Regions from separate parts of the Mus musculus genome. Here region 1 is linked to region 2. A link is a contact called in public Hi-C data. All regions are on one chromosome and are shown on one strand. The core of a region is the stretch at or near the end of the contact, and the rest is flanking DNA. Distances in the headings are between cores, read along the strand shown.

Region 1 (4,730 bases), core at 1,250-3,749, 53 kb before region 2:
TGACCCATGCCAGCTCTATTGTGGGGAAAACAGGGACTTACGAAGAGGTTGGTATTTCCTTCTGTTCTTTCCTTGACCATGGCCTCTCTCACTGAGTCTTCCTGGTGTCTTTCTCTAGAGAGTCTCTCCCCCACCCCCATCTACCTACTTTCACTAGTCTTCCTACCAGAAATGACACTGGAGTTTACAAAGCTTGAGTGAAAGCACAAATTATTCAGCTTGGACCTCCACACAGATCCCTTCCAAGTCACCTTTGCTTTTTAGTTGACCTTTTCAGACATGAGCATTGGAGATGGCTCATCCTGCTCTTCCACAGTGACTCTAAGTACTCTGTAGGCATATGTAGCAAATGCAGTGGGGGTAGCCCTCTGCCTAGAGGTCAACTGTATCTAAGATATTTTAAAGAAGTGGAAAAAGGCATTATCAGCGTATGTCATACAGTGGCAGGGAAGGATGATGGGATGCCTCTGTAGCTCCTGCTTTCATAAGCATTCCCTTTGCATCCCTGTTCTGACACTATGTACTGATGCCTGAGAGAGGAACATCATCTCCTTCTGATCCCTATAAGCTACTTTTCTGGGTCCAGCTATGGCACTGACCTAACAGGCTCTCTGCTAATGTGTTTGGAGGTTTCTATGACTCTGGCTTTGGGGCTTTCTGCCTTATGGACAGGTACATTTTTCTCTGTCCTATTAATCTCCTTGAAAGCAGAGGTTCAAGTTGGCTCAACCCTTAGATGAATTTGGGTCTTGATCATCCATCAGCAATTCTCTTCATAAGTGCATTCTGGTGGAGGATGGTGAGATGCCCCTTTAAACTCAGTACTTGGGAAGCAGAGATAGGTGGATGGACCTCTGTGAGTCTGAGGACAGCCTGATCTACATAGTGAGTGCTAGGCTAGCTATGGATACTTAGTGAAAAGCTGTCTCAAGCAAACAAAAAAGACTCCAGGACTTTTCCTGCTTGGTTTGTTGCAAGTAGTCTAATGTCCTGTAGATTCAACCACATTGCAACTAACAGCCTTATTCAATTAAAATCTCTCACTAAAGTCCTATTTTTTTAAAAAAAAAAATCTATTAATCCTACTGGTAAGAATAAGACCTCTGTCATAATTTTTGAACCAAATTTGAAGCAAGCTTTATTAAACACTGGCCCAGGATTCCCAAGGTGATGTTAGTCGTTAGTCAGGGACTTATACAGGTAAAATCCACAAGGCTACATGCTTCCTGCCGTCATCCAAACACTGCTAAGCATACATCCTGACACACCCCCTGCCTATGTGAGCAAGCACATGCTGTGCGTTTGGAACAACCAAGCTTACAGAAGCAAAGAACACATGGCTTGTTGCTTGTATGAACAGGCCCCAGCTGTCCAAGAAGTTATCTTATCTGTCCTTGGGCAAGTGAGGCTTGCAAGTTTGAGGAATTTTTGTTTTATAGATCTCTTACCCATAGTAATTTAAACTTAAAACACAATGTTAGCCCTCATACTTCCTTATGAAAATCATCTTCCATTATCTAATACAACCATATGTCAACATTTTCAGACTAAATAATCTACATCCCACCTGCACAATTTATCTTTTTATCATTATAATTTAAATAATTATATATTTAATAACTGTCAAAATCATGACATATCCTATCAACAACACACATATGACAAGAAAAACTAACTTTCAAAATATAGTAGGACGAGACATCTTTCCACAAAGAAAGGTTTATCCTATACAGTACAACGTTATTTTGCATATGAGTTAGTCAGAGATCGGCCTGCTTCTACCTTCTGAGTACTGAAATTAAAGGTATGCACCACCATGCCCAGTTTCACTATGCTTTTGTTAATACATACTGTTCACACTCAGTAAAGCCTCAGCAACATTGATAGTGAGGTTGGGGAAGTAAGGAAATTATTAAAGAAAAGGAGACTGACATGTAACCATTCCTGATTCATGGACCTTTTGAGTTTTTCTCCCTTTCCTCTATGTAAACTTTCTAGGAAATTTAGACCTTTGAAAAGCCTAAATTATTAACCAAATTCTTTGCATGAAAAAATTTTTAGTGTACAGTGACACTTTGCTAGGATAGTTTGGGTTAAACTTCCAATATGATAAATACAAAGTTAAGTGGTACATGAGTGCTCTGTGGAAACCATGACAGACAGACGCCTCCTCACTGTCACATACACATCTGTGGATTTCACAAAACCTTCATGAGCTAAAAAAACTATGAATATTCCTCTATCACCGGCTTCCCTCTTTCCCTCTCTCGTTACTCCTTCCTTCCTTCCTTCCTTCCTTCCTCCCTCCCTCCCTCCCTCCCTTCCTTTCTTCCTTCTTTCCTTCCTCCCTCTCTTCCCCTCTCTTTTCTTGCTTTCTTTCTTTCCTTCTTTCTTTTAATGTGTAAACTTTGTGTCTCAAGAATAACATGAAGATGTCTTAGAAAGCAGGTGTTTCCCCACCACTATTGAAAACACTAGGCTATTGAGTTTCCAGGTGTTCAGTAGAGGAAGTGATGATCAAAGACTTAAATATTCCATTCTAGTTCTTTTGTTTTTCAAAGCCTAAAATATGTCTGTCAAAGACTCTGGGAAGCGGGGCAGCAAATGCATCAAACTGAGCAGAGTCCTCTGCCTGTGTTAGGCTCATCACTGTCCTCAGGAAAAGGGCAATGTGTGCCTGAACCTAAACTGAAGAGGGTGTGAGTGTTCCCAGCGTCTCTTCATATTGCTGGAAAGATAGCACACAGGAACCCCTGGGTTATCGTGGGCTTTGTGGACCACCACTGGACAGAGGCAAAGTTCACTCTCCCGATTGTTTGCTTGCTTGTGCCTTTGTTATCTCATTATAACAACTGGGAGGATCATTTGCAGCTACTGAGCAAAACTGTCACATGCTAAGCATTAAATCATAGACGTTAAAAACGAAAGTGGTGCTTTAAGAAGACAGAACTAAAAACAGAATCATGTGACCTTCAGTGAATTCTTGGTTCTAACAAAAGAAAATGTGCATCATCTGAGCATGAAATGCTTTAGTCCCGTTAGGTGAGCTGAAAATACTGCAATCAATGATGTGATGTATTTTGTTTTTGTATCCTGATAAGAATTTTAGAATTGTGATGTGATGCCAGCAGAAAGATCTGGAATGAAAAGGGCTTCAGGGATACAGTTTCTGAAGATTCAAAGCAGTATTCTAATAAAATAAAAGGCTTTACAGAAGGTGGGGGTGCAGAAATGGAAGGCATTCTCTGGTAGGATACTGTGTCCACATATCAGGGCTATAGAGAAACATTAGCCTCAGTGTGTTATCTGCTAATTCTAACTGTTTTATTTTATTTAGGCAATGGAATGATGGGAAGAAACTTTGTGAGCTGAGAAATCATTCCCTGGAGAGATAGATCTCAGTCAGTTTTCAGACTTGATTGGCAAAGGTACTCACAACACAAAACCCAGAGCACACGAGATCCCGTACATGCACAACTGATGGATTGGAAATGTAAAGTCTCCAAAAAATTTTAACAGGTGCTACAAAAGTTGGAGATGGACAGGCATGGTCGAACATTTAATTCCAGCACCTGAGGGTCAGAGGCAGATGAATTTCTGTGAGTTCGAGGCCAGGCTGGTCTATACAGTGAGTCCCAGAACAGCCAGAGCTACACAGAGAAACCCTGTTTCAAAACAAAACATCAAAGAAGAGAGGACTTTATAGAGAGGTAACAAATGAATAGGATATTTCTTGGCTATTATTACATATGTAACTATCACAGACTTAGCAACTTAGAGCACTTTCAACATCTCAAATTTTCTGCAAGTTATGAACCAGGGCTTTTCCTTTTTCTTTATCAGCTCACAGGGCTATAATGAGAGGTTTTCTTTGCAGAAAGTCAGTCCTCAAGCTCACACAGGTAGGACTAGGCAGTAACTGATTCTGAGGGCTGTGGACTGAGAGCCATGCTTCCTAGCAAACGGCTGCCTGGAATTCATTCTCTCTTTGCTCCTCCCAACATAGCTACATACTTCATCCAAGAAGTCAAGGGAAAGTCTTCCAGCAAGAAAAGACACTACTCTATGAAGCCTGGTCATGACAGTAACATTGGTCCACCTTTAGTCTGTAGACTAGAAGCAGATTAATAATTCAGTTCAAACAAAAAGAGGTTATTTGACCCAGAAAAATACACGTACATATACATACACATACACACACACACAAACGCATGCATGTGCACAGGCACACACACACACACACACAGAGGGGGGGAGGGGGAGAGACAAAGACAGAGAATTGTAAAACAAGCTTTGGTTTAGAACTGAAGATATTGCAATTAAGGTTTGCTGTAATTGCTGTGGTCTGAACGTGAGTGACACTAAGGCAAATATAAAATAGGAGAAAGTCATCTGACAAACGGACAATAGATGGATAATGAGAACAAGATAAATTGAGAAGGAAATCTTTCAACAGCTAAGGAGAGATGAACTCTTGTAAACATGGAAGGACTTGTAGAGCACAGGTGAAGGAGGCACTGCCATCGTTAGCTTCAGCTATCAATATGACACCAACTAGAATCACCTGGGAAGAGAGGAACTTCCTCCATCAGATTGGCCTGTGGCATGGCTTTAAGGTATTTTCTTGGTTTGTTATTGATATGGGAAGGCCCAGCTGCTGTGGCAGTGGCATTCCAGGTAGATTGCCTTGGGTTGTTTAAGGAAGAAGGCTGAGCATGAGCAAGAGTGAG
Region 2 (4,681 bases), core at 962-3,461:
CCTTACCTGTGAAATCTTCCAAGAGCTTTCACTAATCCTGAGCACTTCCCCTGTCTACTTACCCTAGACAAATAAAACCCAGGAAGTTGGCCCAACTCTTCCACAAAACAGGCTAACTCACAACCATTCTAAACAAGTGACTCATTGACTGAAAACAAAAGCAAAACAAAACCACAACCCGTGTACTGAGTAGGAAATATATATAGTCTACATTATAACACAAAACATATACATAGACACAGATTCCCACACACCGTGCGGCACGTGTTTTAGGAATGGTTTAGCTCTAGTCTGTTCAATGAATCAAAGGGAAACAATGTTGGTTGTAACTCATTTATTAATTTTATTGTTGACCAAAAAATGGATTCTGAGCTTTCTCTTATTGTGTGTTGGAAATTGGAAATCAAACTGACTTTCGGAATAAGCATTGCTTATTTTATCAGAATAAAATAATTCAGGTTTTATCAGAAGGTAGCAAATATAGTTTCCTTCCTAGTCTGTTAAGTTACCGAGGAAACGCTCATTCCCAAACGGGAATTTATTTTCCCACTCGAGAGATTTCATCAATTCTTTTAGTGGGATACAGGAACTAGAGGGGAGGCGCATGTATATTAACTGTTATGGCTTTTTAATACTGTAAAATCCAAATACCCCTCTCCCCTATGGGTTTATATATTTGAATGCTTAGCTACCAGTTAGTGAAACTGTTTAAGAAGGATTAGGAGGTGTGGCCTTGGAGGAGGCGTGTCACTAGGGGCGGGCTTTGAGGTTTCAAAAGCCCAACAATGTCTATTCTGTCTGTTGTCTGTGGATCATGATCTGAAGCTTTCAGCTACTGCTTAGGTGCCATGCCTGTTGGCTTCCCACCTTGATGACCATGGACTAATCCTCAGAAACTGTAAGAAAGCCCTGAATTAACTTTTTTTGTTTGTTTGTTTGTTTTTTGTTTTGACAAGAGTTGCCTTGGTCATAATGTTTCTTCATAGCAACTAAGTAACAAGGCAAAGGACTAGACAAGTGTTTGAAATTTAGCTCAGATGTTTACTGTCTCTTTCCCTTTCCTGGGGCCTAAGCAACAGAATTCATAGTTTTTATTTTATTTATTTATTTAATAATTTTGCTATACATTAACTTTCTTTAAAAGATTTATTTATTTATTACATGTAAGTACACATTAGCTATCTTCAGACACTCCAGAAGAGTGCTCCAGATCTCGTTACAGATGGTTGTGAGCCAACGTATGGTTGCTGGGATTTGAACTCAGGACCTTCGGAAGAACAGTCAGTGCTCTTAACTGCTGAGCCATCTCTCCAGCCCCCATAGTTCTTTTTAGGTTGTGTGTTTTATGTTTTGGAGGGAATGTTGAAATTTGATGACATAATTGTTATGATTAAACCCTATTACTTCATTAAGTTTAATTTTTGCTACCATAAATTATCCTGATTTCCAAAAAAAGAAGTTAGCAGTTGCAAATTATACAGATATGGATTTGAAACTAAAAATATTGTATTCTTAGATTGTGCATAGTAAAATTTGTGTTAATTTCCCAGTTACTCATAAAATCTTGATAAAAGGTAAACTTCCTAACAGATGAGAAAAACATTCCTCATACTGCTAATAATTTGAAAGAAGAAATTGACATGCAGCATGCAAACAATATTCTTCCCCTTGGATAGATTATTCGGGGTTGCAGAATTCGTTCTGAATCCCCTGTCTAGAGGATTTTTATGATCAGTTTCCTAGCTTGCAGGAGTCAAGTGAAGATTCCCCATGGTCCTAGTCTGAATCAGCTCTAGACTAGGACTGGTCATTTCAAATTGCCTCCTGAAGTACGTTAGGGTCAGGATTGTGTGTGTGTGTGTGTGTGTGTGTGTGTGTGTGTGTGTGTGTGTGACTGAAGGGCGGAGGCGCTGACACATTTTCCTTCCTCCCCGGGTGCCTCTCAGGTCCTGGCTGCGGACGCGGCAGCTCCCACGTGGCAAGTTCACATTGAGTCGCAGACGCGACCCGGGATCTTGGCGGCTGTGGTCCTTCCTCCAGGGACCTCAGCGTCGGCTCGGTCCTCCACCGCCAGGGGGCGTGCGCGGCTCCGCGGTTGCCGGGCTCATTGGCCGCGTCGGGAAGCGTGGGAGGAGGCCTGGGGCGAGCTGGCTTCCTCCTCGGCGCGGGCGGGCGCGCGGCGAAGCCGGAGGAGCCGGGGAAAGCCGAGGCGCGATCGGCGCGCTCGGGAGGAGGCGGCGGCGGTGGCACCTCCCGTCGGCCTCCGACAGGACTGACGGCGGCGCGACCGCAGACGGGTGAGGCTCGGGCTGGCGGCTGGGCTGGGCGCGGCTGGGCGCGTGGAGGCAGGAGCGGACGGAGCACCTCGCCGGCTGCCGGTTGCCTCCTGCCTCGCAGCGCGATGCGGGTCTTGGCTGCAGCGGGGCCCGGCCGTCCGGAGCATCGCGGCCCGCTCAGCGGCGTCTGCCCCGGGCGTTGGGTCGCGAGTGCCACCGGGCTCCGGCTGCACCTGGAAGCGGGTGTTTGCCCCTCGTGGTCGGTATCCTGCAGGTTGAGCGTTCCCAGAGAACTGGATGGGATGGACGGGCGTGCTGGATTCGAACTCTGTGCTGGACCGCCTAGACCCACTCGTAAAGTTTGCATTTCTGCCCAACTGGAGCTGCTTTCTCCTTTTGCAAGTGAACACATAGGTGTTCTATGTCTTTGATGAGTGCTGTTCATTTTATTTTTAGTTTTATTTTCTGCTGCGTTCACAGATGTAGTATGCATGATGGTCAGCGCTCTTATACTTAGTAATGAGTCCCAGATGGACGATTTGAGATCGACACATCTAGCTGTAACTTGCGGGGAGTCATCAGCTTCAATTTACATAGTTAATTCCTATAATATAGAACTACTATCTGATAGAACTTTTGCTTCGTTTCTTCATAGGAAGAAATACATGTATACAAAGTCCCTAATTTGCATCTTTACCGTCTTAGATAGAGTTACCCAGTATTTCCTAGCGCATATTTAGTTTTCACAACTCCTCACACGGGTCCTATTATTACTGCTCAGATTTTACAGATTAGGACACCTATTTCCTGAGAAAGTTTTAAAGTTGGATGGTAATGGCGGATCCCATGGCCTGAGCTTTCCTGGAAGGACCAGTGATAGACTTAAAATTTCCAAGTCTTTGGAAACATTGTTTCTCATACAGTGCCTTAGGGAGCACAGAGAAACCTCCATTACTGAAGAAGTAAAGTTAATAACTTCCCAGATGCCACTCACTAAGAAAAGTAAGTTACTCTCCCTTGCCCTGCTGTCTTACATCCCTGCTGTCTTACATCCTGTTTCTTTCTGGAGGTTGCTCATCTGATGATTTCTCTCCGGCAGTTTGCTAGGTTTTTAGTTTTATGCTAGTGATTAGGTTTGTTTCATAGAATCTTAAGACATGTACTCATTAAAACAACCAGCTGATGACTTCCAGCACGTTACGGCTCGACGCATCAAATTCAAGTCGTTCATCTGTCGTTGCTCATTACTCAGGTATAAGAGCATCATGCAAACTACAGCTGTGAACACAGCAGGAAAAAAAAAAATAGAAAAAAAATATTTCTTCTTTGTAGGAAGAAATTGTAACATAAAAAGGGCGAGATAGAATTCCTCTAGTCGGTGACATTCTGCGACCCTATGGTTGTGGAGACGCGAAGCTACAGAATGATGGAATTATGTAGACCAGAGAGGCAGGCACAGACTCTCAATGGCACATTTCTCCCTTTTGGTCCCTCCCTCGGTAAGACTGTTGAGCGTCTTGTGTGATAGTTTGATTGCTGCGTGAGCATCCTCAGCAGTGAGTTTCTGGTGATTTTCATCACGGCTCCTCCAGGCTTGTTAAGGCAGTTCTGTGGGATCAGCTGTGTAAACTAATGGCACCCTGCATTACCTGCAATTAGTGGGCTTGGAGTGAGTTTTGAAGGGCATTGCATAGGATCAAAATAGGAGCTTGTAAAATTGTCTTAGCTGATACAACTTCTCCCTCAGTGCCTTCTTTTTATTCTGTGCCCCTGGCTGCTGAGCTGCCTGCCTTTCTGTGTGGGCAGATAGAAGCACCCTGTTCCAGCACTTTCCCTCAGGGGAGCTTTTGGCTGCTGCAATCTGTGAACCTTGATATACTTCAGTTCTACACTTGACCTAGGTATGAATGAAGTGCAGGGAAACCCGGAAACATGAGATCCTGTGAATCCATATCAAGTGGAATGTGAAGTAGTTACAGGAAATGAAGATCCCACCATGATGGGTGGAAATTTATTCCCTCCTGCTCTTGTTTTCTTTCTTAAAAATAAAACAAAACCCCAACACAGTGAAAGCTGAAATACTGATGTTCTATTTTGATCCTCCTATAGTGAACACTTATTTTTTCATTTTTCTCAAAGGAAATTTACTTATTTTTACCTTGCATTCTTTTCATATGTAAGGGGTGGGGCCAAGGCCCATGCTGTGGCGCATGTGTGGCGATCAGGGACCATTTGTAGGAGTTGGTTTTCTTTCTGGAACTCGAAGTCAGGATGTCAGACTTGTCAGCATACTTACCTTCTGAGCCCTTTGTCATTGTACTCGATAATATTTGTCTGTCTGCCCATCTTTCCCGTAGTAGGATAGGGTAGGATTAAGGTATTGAAACAGCTGTAGAATTCTAAAG

The links. Hi-C and Micro-C count contacts between places; a contact is called where the count stands out from the background.
Region 1: a Hi-C map of regulatory T cells shows a contact between it and region 2, with 2.2 times the contacts expected there. The contact joins the enhancer-like site here to the promoter of Fam3c in region 2. A contact is called at or near these places in 1 of 39 promoter capture datasets (the HPC-7 cell line), 4 of 15 datasets of contacts at CTCF or cohesin (CD8 T cells, the G1E-ER4 cell line, the NIH/3T3 cell line and 1 more), 25 of 484 Hi-C or Micro-C datasets (B cells, CD4 T cells, CD8 T cells and 12 more), 14 of 115 datasets of contacts at active chromatin or transcription factors (the 230-238 cell line, SST interneurons, bone marrow-derived macrophages and 7 more) and 2 of 9 other capture datasets (adipose tissue and liver).

Annotation. Positions count from the first base shown.
Region 1 is chr6:22,407,205-22,411,934 of GRCm38.p6, reverse strand. No RefSeq gene overlaps it. Among named protein-coding and RNA genes, the nearest start is that of Gm38773, 17 kb to the right of the region's middle. Within about 2 kb of position 2,499, at least 48 of the 459 cell types and tissues checked have an H3K27ac peak or open chromatin away from gene starts, as enhancers often do. A contact at or near this core is called in B cells, CD8 T cells, the G1E-ER4 cell line and 9 more, where this site is marked.
Region 2 is chr6:22,353,611-22,358,291 of GRCm38.p6, reverse strand. Fam3c (family with sequence similarity 3, member C) reads left to right here and starts at 2,211. Exons shown (of 10, transcript NM_138587.4): 1 at 2,211-2,297.